3 separate regions of the Mus musculus genome follow, and regions 1 and 3 are each linked to region 2. Evidence: chromatin contacts called from public HiChIP or PLAC-seq data. All regions are on one chromosome and are shown on one strand. Each heading gives the region's core, a stretch centred on a gene start, on an enhancer-like site or on the middle of the called end of the contact. The rest is flanking DNA. Distances are from core to core; before and after follow the strand shown.

The links. HiChIP or PLAC-seq counts read pairs in DNA pulled down with a chosen protein or histone mark.
Region 1: a FOXA1 HiChIP or PLAC-seq map of pancreatic cancer cells shows a contact between it and region 2. The contact joins the enhancer-like site here to the promoter of Wtap in region 2. A contact is called at or near these places in 1 of 39 promoter capture datasets (hippocampal neurons), 4 of 484 Hi-C or Micro-C datasets (the N1E-115 cell line, cerebral cortex and cortical neurons), 5 of 115 datasets of contacts at active chromatin or transcription factors (the 230-238 cell line, craniofacial prominence, effector CD8 T cells and 2 more) and 3 of 9 other capture datasets (adipose tissue, liver and pancreatic islet).
Region 3: an HNF4G HiChIP or PLAC-seq map of pancreatic cancer cells shows a contact between it and region 2. The contact joins the promoter of Airn here to the promoter of Wtap in region 2. A contact is called at or near these places in 1 of 39 promoter capture datasets (cranial neural crest), 1 of 484 Hi-C or Micro-C datasets (Th1 cells), 7 of 115 datasets of contacts at active chromatin or transcription factors (CD8 T cells, bone marrow-derived dendritic cells, effector CD8 T cells and 4 more) and 3 of 9 other capture datasets (adipose tissue, liver and pancreatic islet).

Annotation. Positions count from the first base shown.
Region 1 is chr17:12,791,247-12,794,280 of GRCm38.p6, forward strand. All of the region lies in intron 1 of Airn (antisense Igf2r RNA), which reads left to right. Among named protein-coding and RNA genes, the nearest start is that of Igf2r, 23 kb to the left of the region's middle. RefSeq lists an enhancer at 1-1,824. Within about 2 kb of position 1,450, at least 161 of the 459 cell types and tissues checked have an H3K27ac peak or open chromatin away from gene starts, as enhancers often do. A contact at or near this core is called in the N1E-115 cell line, adipose tissue, pancreatic cancer cells and 1 more, where this site is marked.
Region 2 is chr17:12,990,765-12,993,633 of GRCm38.p6, forward strand. Wtap (Wilms tumour 1-associating protein) reads right to left here and starts at 1,495. Exons shown (of 8, transcript NM_001113533.1): 1 at 1,313-1,495.
Region 3 is chr17:12,739,771-12,742,704 of GRCm38.p6, forward strand. Airn (antisense Igf2r RNA) reads left to right here and starts at 1,541. Exons shown (of 3, transcript NR_027773.1): 1 at 1,541-1,654. Igf2r (insulin-like growth factor 2 receptor) reads right to left here. Exons shown (of 48, transcript NM_010515.2): 3 at 512-636.

The DNA of each region.
Region 1 (3,034 bases), core at 200-2,699, 200 kb before region 2:
AGGCTTGCCACTGAAATAATCAGCAGGCACATGCCCCTGGCACACGGATTCCAGGGAAATGCAAGCCTTTCATCTCTCTTCCATAGTATCTTTTTTCAGTTGTAAATTCTTGGTTCAGTTTGCTTGAAATTCCCAAGCTACATAAGAAATAACTTAGTAGAAAGAAAAGGAAGAAAACTGTGAGAAAACTACAAGTCTCTCTCTCTGGGCCTCTTCTTTTCTTTTTCCCCTCCCTCTTTCATTTCCTCTCACACACACTGGCCTCTAGCTCACTGGTCTCTTACCTCAGCCTCCTGGGTGCTGGGATTACAGGCCCAAGCCACTACGTCCAAGTTTGACTATCAAATTTCTTCCAGCATAATGTTGGCTCTTTCAAAGATTCTTTTCCCTCTCTCCCATTGTGGATGACATCATGGAAAGAGTGTGTCGGAGCTAGCCAGACAGGAAGCCTGAGAGACAGGCCCAGGCATGTACCTTTATAAAAACACTCTCTCAAGAGCCCAACCAGGGTATCACGGGCCCCACATCCATTCCTTCCTTCCTGAGCGCTACATCCCCCAACCCCTGAGGCCAGGTTCTACCTCCTGTAGATACCATCACATCTTAAAGTCACCATGCTAAGGACTAAACCCCCGACATGTGAATGCTTAAGGAACAAATGGAATCCAAACTCCAAGAGACTGAGGTGGTTTATTAAGCTAAAACAGTTAGACAGGCCAGTATGCCAGATCACTATAACCAGAAAAGTTAGATAGGCCAGTATGCCAGATCACTATAACCAAAAAAGTTAGATAGGCCAGTATGCCAGGTCACTATAACCAGAGCCCTCGCAAGGCTGAGACAGGAGAATGGCTACAAGTCTAAATCCAGCCTGGTCTATATAGCAAGAACCAGGCTAGCTGGAGCTATAACTCATAATAATAATAATAATACATGCTAAGTATAAAGTCAAAATACATAGCCCCACCAAAGAGGTTTAGCAGGAAAAAAAAGCAGTATTTTTTTCTATTTCTTTTCTTTTTTTGTTTTACTCTTTCCATGATGACCTAGATACACAGTGATGGGAATTTTGAAAAGGAAGTAAATCAGTATAATATTTCATAACTTGTATTGCTTGCAACCATCCTATAACCAGGGATGAATTACAAATCACAACTCCAATTCAGTTTGTCCAAATCTACATGGTATCAGCAATCTGTAGCCTGGGGGTTGACAGTCGATGAAACCTTTCAGGGACCAACAATTAGCACCGACAATGCCAAGAAGTTTGAGCCGCTTGCCTAAAACGTAGAATAAGGAAGCGGAGGAGTCTGGAGTCACATCCAGGACTATTGGACTCCAGAGGCGTTTTAGAAAACTCATCTCAGAGCAGAAACCATGAGAAGCAGGAGCCTGCCAGCTGCTCTTGTTTACACAGTTCTGTTGGCTCTGGAACACAGTTCAAGGGTTGGGCAGGGTGTGGCCATCTGGAGAGGCACGTGCTGAACCTTGAACAGGCAAAGTGACAAGGCATCCAGCCTGTGAGACTGCAGGATGAGAGCCAGGATCAGGGCACAGGACCTGTGTCACTAGCCTTGGTCCCCCACAGAGGGGGCCATGCTAGCCTAGGTTCACCCATGTCAGATTAACAACAGAATGGGGGAGGGGGTGGCTCAAGGGAATCCTCTTTCTGATCCACTTTTCTTCCGTCCCACCAGCTCACTCATCCCTTCCTCCATTTTGACACGTTTACAGTTCTTATCTCCATCAGCTGTGTCTCAGGCTTGCCACACAACAGTGTAGACGCTCAGATAAGTCATCCTGGTACCCAGCAAGACCTTGGAAGAACAGTCCTAAGCAGGATGCAAAAGTAAACTTTTCCCCCGTTGGATTGATTCAATCCTGGTATTTTTCTGAAGTAAAAATAAAAACAAAAACAAAACAACAACAACAAAAAAAAAACCAAACCAAAACAAAACAAAAAAAACCTAAACCCTGAATGGCATACCTTGCTATTGTGAGAGTCCGTGGACTTTGTTCATCGCTTCAGGCAGAAAATTCTCTTTTTTTCCATATTGTTCACCATCTTGCCTTTGGGATTTTTTTTTTTTTTTTTTGATAGAGTCTCAAGTAACCTGAACTGGCCTCAAACTTGCTATGTAGTAAGAGGTACCTCGAACCTCTAACCTCCTGTCTCCACTTCCCAAGTGCTGACATTATAGGCATGTACCACCATTCCTGGTTTATGTGGTACATGCAAGCCTGGTCAGCACTCTTCCAATTAAACTTTACCCATAATCCTTATAATACATTCTTCTGGTTGGGTCTACATGAGTTCGGCCTGTCTTCATTCCTCTTAAAAATGATTTCCTCAACAAGCAAGGGTGGAATAGTTCCACCACAACAGACCTATAGACAGTTTCATGGGGGGAAAAGAAAGACAATGTTCTATTGTTTTTTTTTTTTAAAATAACTATTCATTGACTATGTGTGTGAGCCTCTGGGGGGTTATGAGCACCAACCACCTTTGCACAGTGACCATAGAAGCCAGAAGGGGGCTTCAGAGCTCCTGGAAATGGAGTTGCAAGCCACTGAGAGGCACTGCATAGGTCCTGGGAAGCTAATGTGCACACCCTCTACAAAGGCAGCAAGTGTTCGCAGCTGCTGAGCCATCTCTCCATCCCCAAGATTTTTTTTTTTTTTTTTTTTTTGAAATCGCTATGTACTAAATGGTTCCTGCAAGCAGCTATTGCCGATTGCCACTTTGCTCTGCACCTGGGAGCTGCATTTGACTGTTTAAGTGGTTCTGTCCCGGAGCTGCTGAAATGCCCAGTGGAACCACAAGCACTCCTTCAGACTTCCTGTTTCCCAAGAGCAGGCAACAGGGGTGTCGATTACAGCTCGTGCAGGCCTGGGGCAGGGAGGCCCACATGTCCTGTGTGTTTTCTATCTGCAGGCTCCGTACAGATGGTGAGGTTGTTCCCACAGCAAATCTGCCACCAAAGGGGATAGGAAATCTTGGCAGGAAGCTCTCTCAAGCACCAGGGGAGAGTCT
Region 2 (2,869 bases), core at 245-2,744:
AGATCTCTTTATGGGTGGTTGTGAGCTACCATGTGGTTGCTGGGATTTGAACTCAGGCCTTTGGAAGAGCAGTCAGTTCTCTTAACCGCTGAACCATCTCTCTCCAGACCGCATTTAAAAATGTTTTATGAATGTTTTGCACGTATATATGTGCATCACGTGCACGCCTGATGCCACCCACTGAGGTCAGAAGTGGGAAGTCAAAATTCCAGAACAAGAGTTAAGGATGGTCAAGAGCCATCATTCCGGTGCTGGAAGAGAAACTGCTGAGCCAACTCTCCAGTCCCAAAGCTCAAACATAAGCTAAAGGGAAAGAAAGGTAGAATTTGTAGTAACTGATCTGTGACTTCCACCTATCTTTCCAAACAATAAAATTAACTAAATGAAAAGGCTAGGGTAGAGCGTGAAAACGATGAAAAAGGCGTAAATAAAACGTAGAGGATTATAACATGCTCCTTGAAGCTTTAACAGGCTCACCGATCTTTACAACCAGCTTACAGTGTATTCTTAGTCCTTTGGGGTCAAATTAACTGACTTCCTCATTCTCAAACCAAGAACTGTGGGCTCGGGGAATTGCTGAACGGCAGAAGGCTGGCCTAGCGTGCATGCACAAGGCCTAGCCGCCCCCCACGCCCATAAAACATGTACACAGAGAGGAAAACTTAGGTCTTGTTCTACCGTGCACCCGCTGTCTTATGCAAAACAATTTTAAATACGGTCAAATCAGCCATACAGAAATCCAAAACTAGACTAGAAGTTCACGAAAAATTCCACTAAGCTGTCAAAAAAAAAAAAAAAAAAGAACTACTCTCACAATGCATGCACTTATGTAAAAATGGAAGTCCACAGGTGAACGTGGTTGCAAAGACAAGCTACTACGTGGTACGGAATTGTTTTTAACAAAAAAAAAACCCAAAAAACAAAACAGAATGCTTCACTTGTGCCATACAGAACTGTGGGTACCTCTGGGTCCCCGGTGACGAACCCTGGAAGGTGGGAGGGGGCGACAGAGGCGGGGAAAGGACCGGCATGGCCAGTCAGCCCCGAGAGGGCGGCCTCCGGCCTCCCCGCCTCCCCGGCCGCGGGAACGCCCGCCCTGTCCCCTGCCGTCAGGGACGGAAGTAGAATGGCCGCGAAGCGGTGCAAGGATCCCCACGGGCAGCAAACCGCTCTGCCTAACGGGAAACCTGCACGGCCGCAGGCCCGGTCGCCCTTCCGGCCCGGAGTGCATTTCCCCGGGTCTAGGGCGGCCGCGCCTCGCTCCCCGGCCCCACAGGCCCTCGTGGCCATTCCCGCTGCGGGCTGCACCTACCTTCCCAGCCCGAGGCTGCGCGGGCGCCGCCAGTCACACAGGCCGAGGCCGCGCCGCCGCCGGCCCCCCCGCGCTCCTCCCGCCGCAGCGCTGGCGAGAACCTTTATTTGCGGGTCTCGCAGCCACAAAATGGCGCTGAGGGAGGAAAGCCGGCCCTGCCGCCGGCCCCGCCCCGCCCGGACTGCGCCCCGCCCCGAGCGCGCCGCGGAGACCCCGCCCGTGGCCCACTCACCCGAGACGCGCCTCTCGGGCGCCTCCTCGGTCACCGCGCCGGGCGCCTCTGGAGAGAAGGGGCGAGGGGCGGCCGGCTCGGCCCCGCTCGGGACCTCGGGGCGCGGAGAGGCAGCGGCACTACGCCGCCGCCGCACGGAGACAGTCCGCGGAAGCCCGCACCGGCCCCGTCGGGGCTCTGCAAGCTCAGCGGGGCTGGGAAGGGAAGCGGCCGGAGAGAAGGGCGGGCCCGCGAGGTCGGAGGTCACCCGCGAGGCATCTCGGGACGACGGCCGCTGCCGGACAAGCTCGGCGGGGCCACCTGCGGCTGCTGCGCGGCCTGGGCGGAGGAATCCGAGCCGACAAGCGCGTGATTGGCTCTTCCAGGCAGTCTCACAGCTCAGGATGCTTCCGCGCATCGTGCCGGAACGGGGAGACAGCGGCTTCATGCTTAAGCGCCCCTCGTTTTAAGTTGGGGGCGGGGGAGGGGGACTTAGAAGCCGTCGCCGTTCTTGGGGCCGCCGGCTTTGCCCCGGGGCGTCTTTGGGTTTGAGTCGAGGAGCCAGGAGGCTGCGCGTGTGGGCAGACTGGAAGCCCCGGGAAGGCAGCCGGGTGAGGGTTCTGGAGTACTCTAGCAAGAACAGCGGTGCTCGGCAGTCTCTTCAGCACTTCCCAGATGGGACAGTCATATTTAGGCTTAGTCGGTTTTATGAGCCCGGTTAATCCCCAGCGTAGGTGCCCTGCCTGAGATCATTTATAAGGATACAGTTACAGTAGAGACCAGATGCCACCACTAGGTAGTTTACATCGCAGGGTCCTTGGAAAACTAAAGAAAATGGAGAAGGACGTGAACAGATGGTTCACAGATCCTTAAAATATTCCATAGAAGGAGGATCAACTTTGTTTATAATGGAAATATACATTGAAATCCTGTTTCCTGGTGAGGATGCAGACATTAATAGTTATGTGTTACTTTGGAATGAGTCCTGGCTTGAGTGAATAAAGCAAGGTGTAGAAATACATATACACATATATGTAGGCACATATCGAGAAAATGGAAGAATATTGCAGAAACTTAATAGTTACTCAAAAGAGGGTAATGGCTGTAGGAGATAAAGGTAGAAACAGCAAGACTTGTGAGTTTTCAAAACTTATGAAACGAATAGGTAAAACAAGAAAATCCCTCCAGAGTCCAAAACAAATTGAAAGGAATCAATTCAAATTAAAATTGATAGCGGAACTGAAAGATACACAAAAGAAAGAATATAGCTGCAGTGTTTGAATTTCATGCTCTGGCTCTGTGCCTACAGAGGGCTCTGTCCTAGATACCTAAGAATCACTCAGTTT
Region 3 (2,934 bases), core at 291-2,790, 250 kb before region 2:
GGGCAGAGGCACCAGATCCCACCCCAGACAGCCCCTTCTGGCAACCAGACCAGTTAACTCTAGTTAACCCCTGCAGAGCAACAGTTAACTTCTACCTTCCCCAGCCCATGAGAAAGACCAAGGTGTTCACCTCCAAGTCCTGTTTCTCCTACAGTAAACACCAAGCTCTTAAGAACAATCAACAGAAGTAAATCAGCAGCTAGCTTGCTCTGCAACATGACCTCCATGGTTCATGCTGCCACAAACAGACTTTAAGATCTCAATTTGCACAATAGTGTGGTTATAGGTTGGTCTAAAATTAACATTCATCCTAACTCAAGTTTCACTCCAATTCTCACCATCTTTAAGACACATTTAGTTGGTGGTTCTGGGTGGTAGTGACGTGATGTGAATATAAATTGGGGGGAGGGGGAAATTGACCATTTAGTCCTCCAGGATCAGAATTCCTGTAACAAGAACACCAGAAGGGGAAAATGTTCTTAACAAAGAGCTTGAAGAGGGCCCCACTCACCAGGGTCTTCCCACACAGAAATGTAATGCTAGTCTGGATTCTGTGCTGTGAATCTGAAGGCTGGCAGCCCATAGTGGTGTTGAATTCCAGGAGTGATCTGGCTGAACTTCTCAAAAGTGAGTCACCTGTTTGGAGAGGATAAGAATGAACACACAATGAACAAACATAAAAGCACGTAGGCTCTTTTCTCACAGATAAGCACTAGGCAAGCCAGGAATGTTAAACACGCAGGGTTGTCTCTTCAAAGGGAGAGTAGATAACCTGTTTCCAGCCCAGGAGGCTGGGGGCAGGGGTGGTTAATAGCCTGGTGACCTCTGTGCTATTTCTGTAAGGCCAGGCCACAGCAGCTGCCCCAGACCCCTCCCATGAGCCTGCTTCCCCCAGACTCCTCCCATGAGCCTACTTCCTTAATCTATAGAATCTATCTATACAGAAGACTCACTTGAACCTCACAAAAGAATCAATGTAGTCATAAGTAAAGATTTATTGAACACATGGGATGGAGTTAATTAAAACCAGAGAACTTTTTTTTAATTGTGCTTTGCTTAAATGTGCCTAAAATAAACTGTAAGTCTCAAATTTTGAACCAATACTGGCAACTGAGTTGTGTGGAAGAGAACTGCCTGTTTATGTCCTGTAAAACTATGCTTTTGGTGGCTTGGTGGTCAGGAAAACCTTCACAGGAGTGGCACTGCATACTCTGCATCCAAGCAATGGAAAGACTAAGAGAAGTGTATCTCTCTCGGGGTTCAAGACAAGCAAGGACTACTCAATTAGACAACAGCTTTTAAAAAGAAGAAGAAGAAACATAACCGTAATATCTGTTATTCAAGTCTGCTTGAAATATCTGGTCTCTCTGGTGTTCCTCTAAATCTTTCTGACCTGCTCAGCAGGCAATTTATAGAAACACTTCCAGGACTGTAAGGCCATCTAAAACACAGGCTCCAGGCTGGAGCAAGAGGAGGAGCCAAAGCCTGGTGAGGTTGGGCTGAGCAGGGGGGATTAAGTGACACAGTTGGGGCGGAACTTAATAATCTCCACCCCCTGCCGAGGCTTCAACATTATATCTATCCCTCCTTGCTCTAGCGGGCAGCAAGAAGCACAGCACCGCCAGTTACCACGCAGACATCCTGGGGAACTGAGGTAAGCTAGGGTTCCCCGCGTGAAGCGCGGCAATGCGAGGGGAGGATTCTGCAGATGAGGGTAGGATTCCGTTGCAAGGGGAGGATTCCACGCGTTAGAGGATTCCGCAAAGGAAGGGTTCCACAGGAGGGAAGGGCTCTACGCGAGGTGAGGGTTCCACTGATCCGGCAGCTCGAGGGCTCCGACCAAGAGTTCCAGGCCGCTCAAAGGTTCCCCTACGCGAGATTCAGCGCTAGGGTGAAGATTTCTGGGCTACAAGAAAACTCAGCACTAGGGTGCCCCACTGCTCACCAGTGTTCTGAACTACACGAGGGCCGATAGGGCCGGTAGAAAGCCGAAAGCCGCGCTGCCGCCATGCCGCGTCAGCAAGAGGAGAAGGGAGGGGGGCGTCCAGCGCGGGCCGACTGCTGCACTGGGGGGGGGGGGGGTTTACGGGCGATCTAGAGCACGAGGGTGCCACGCTGCGCAAGGGGAGCAGGGGTTCGCGCTAGGGCACCACGCTGCTGGAGAGTTGGGGGGGGGGGTGGAGATCGGAGGATTTCTACACGACCTGATCCGCGGTTTGCGGGGCAGGGGGAAGGTTCGGTGGGTTCCGCGGCACTGCGCGAGCCAGGGTGCTGGCGTGTGCGCTGCCCCCCCCCCCCCCCCCCGTTCAGAGGATTTTAGCACAACTCCAATTGTGCTGCGATTCTGGTTGTGCCGAGTTGCGAGAGAGGCTAAGGGTGAAAAGCTGCACAAGGAGGGGATTCGGAGGGTTTAGAGGGTTCCGCGGCACTGCGCCGCAGTGCTGCCCGAGGGTTCGGAGCAATTCCGGTTGTGCCGTGATCCTTGGTTGTGCTGAGTTGCGGTGAGGGAAAGGGAAGGGAAAGCTCAGAGGGTTCCGAGCTATCCTGAGGGTGCGAAGCTGCACAAGGGCAGGGTTCCGAGGGTTCCGCGGCACTGCGTGAGCCCCGGTGCCGCGCTGCCCAAAGGTTCGGAGGGTTTTAATGCGATTCCGGTTGGGCTGTGATTCTGGTTATGCCAAGTTGCGCGAGGGGAGGGGAAGAGACGGCTCGGAGGATTCCGAGGTATCCTGAGGGTGCAAACTGCACAAGGGGAGGATTCGAAGGGTTCTGTGATCAGGGCCAACGCTCAAAAGTGCCATGTTACAGGAGAGATGAACTCAAAAGTGCCACGTTGCAAGAGAGGCAAGCTCAAAAGTGCCGCGTTGCAGGAGACGGAGGGAAGGGCAGGGTTTGGCGCTATCCTGGCTATGCATGAGGGTGCCACACTCCTGCGCA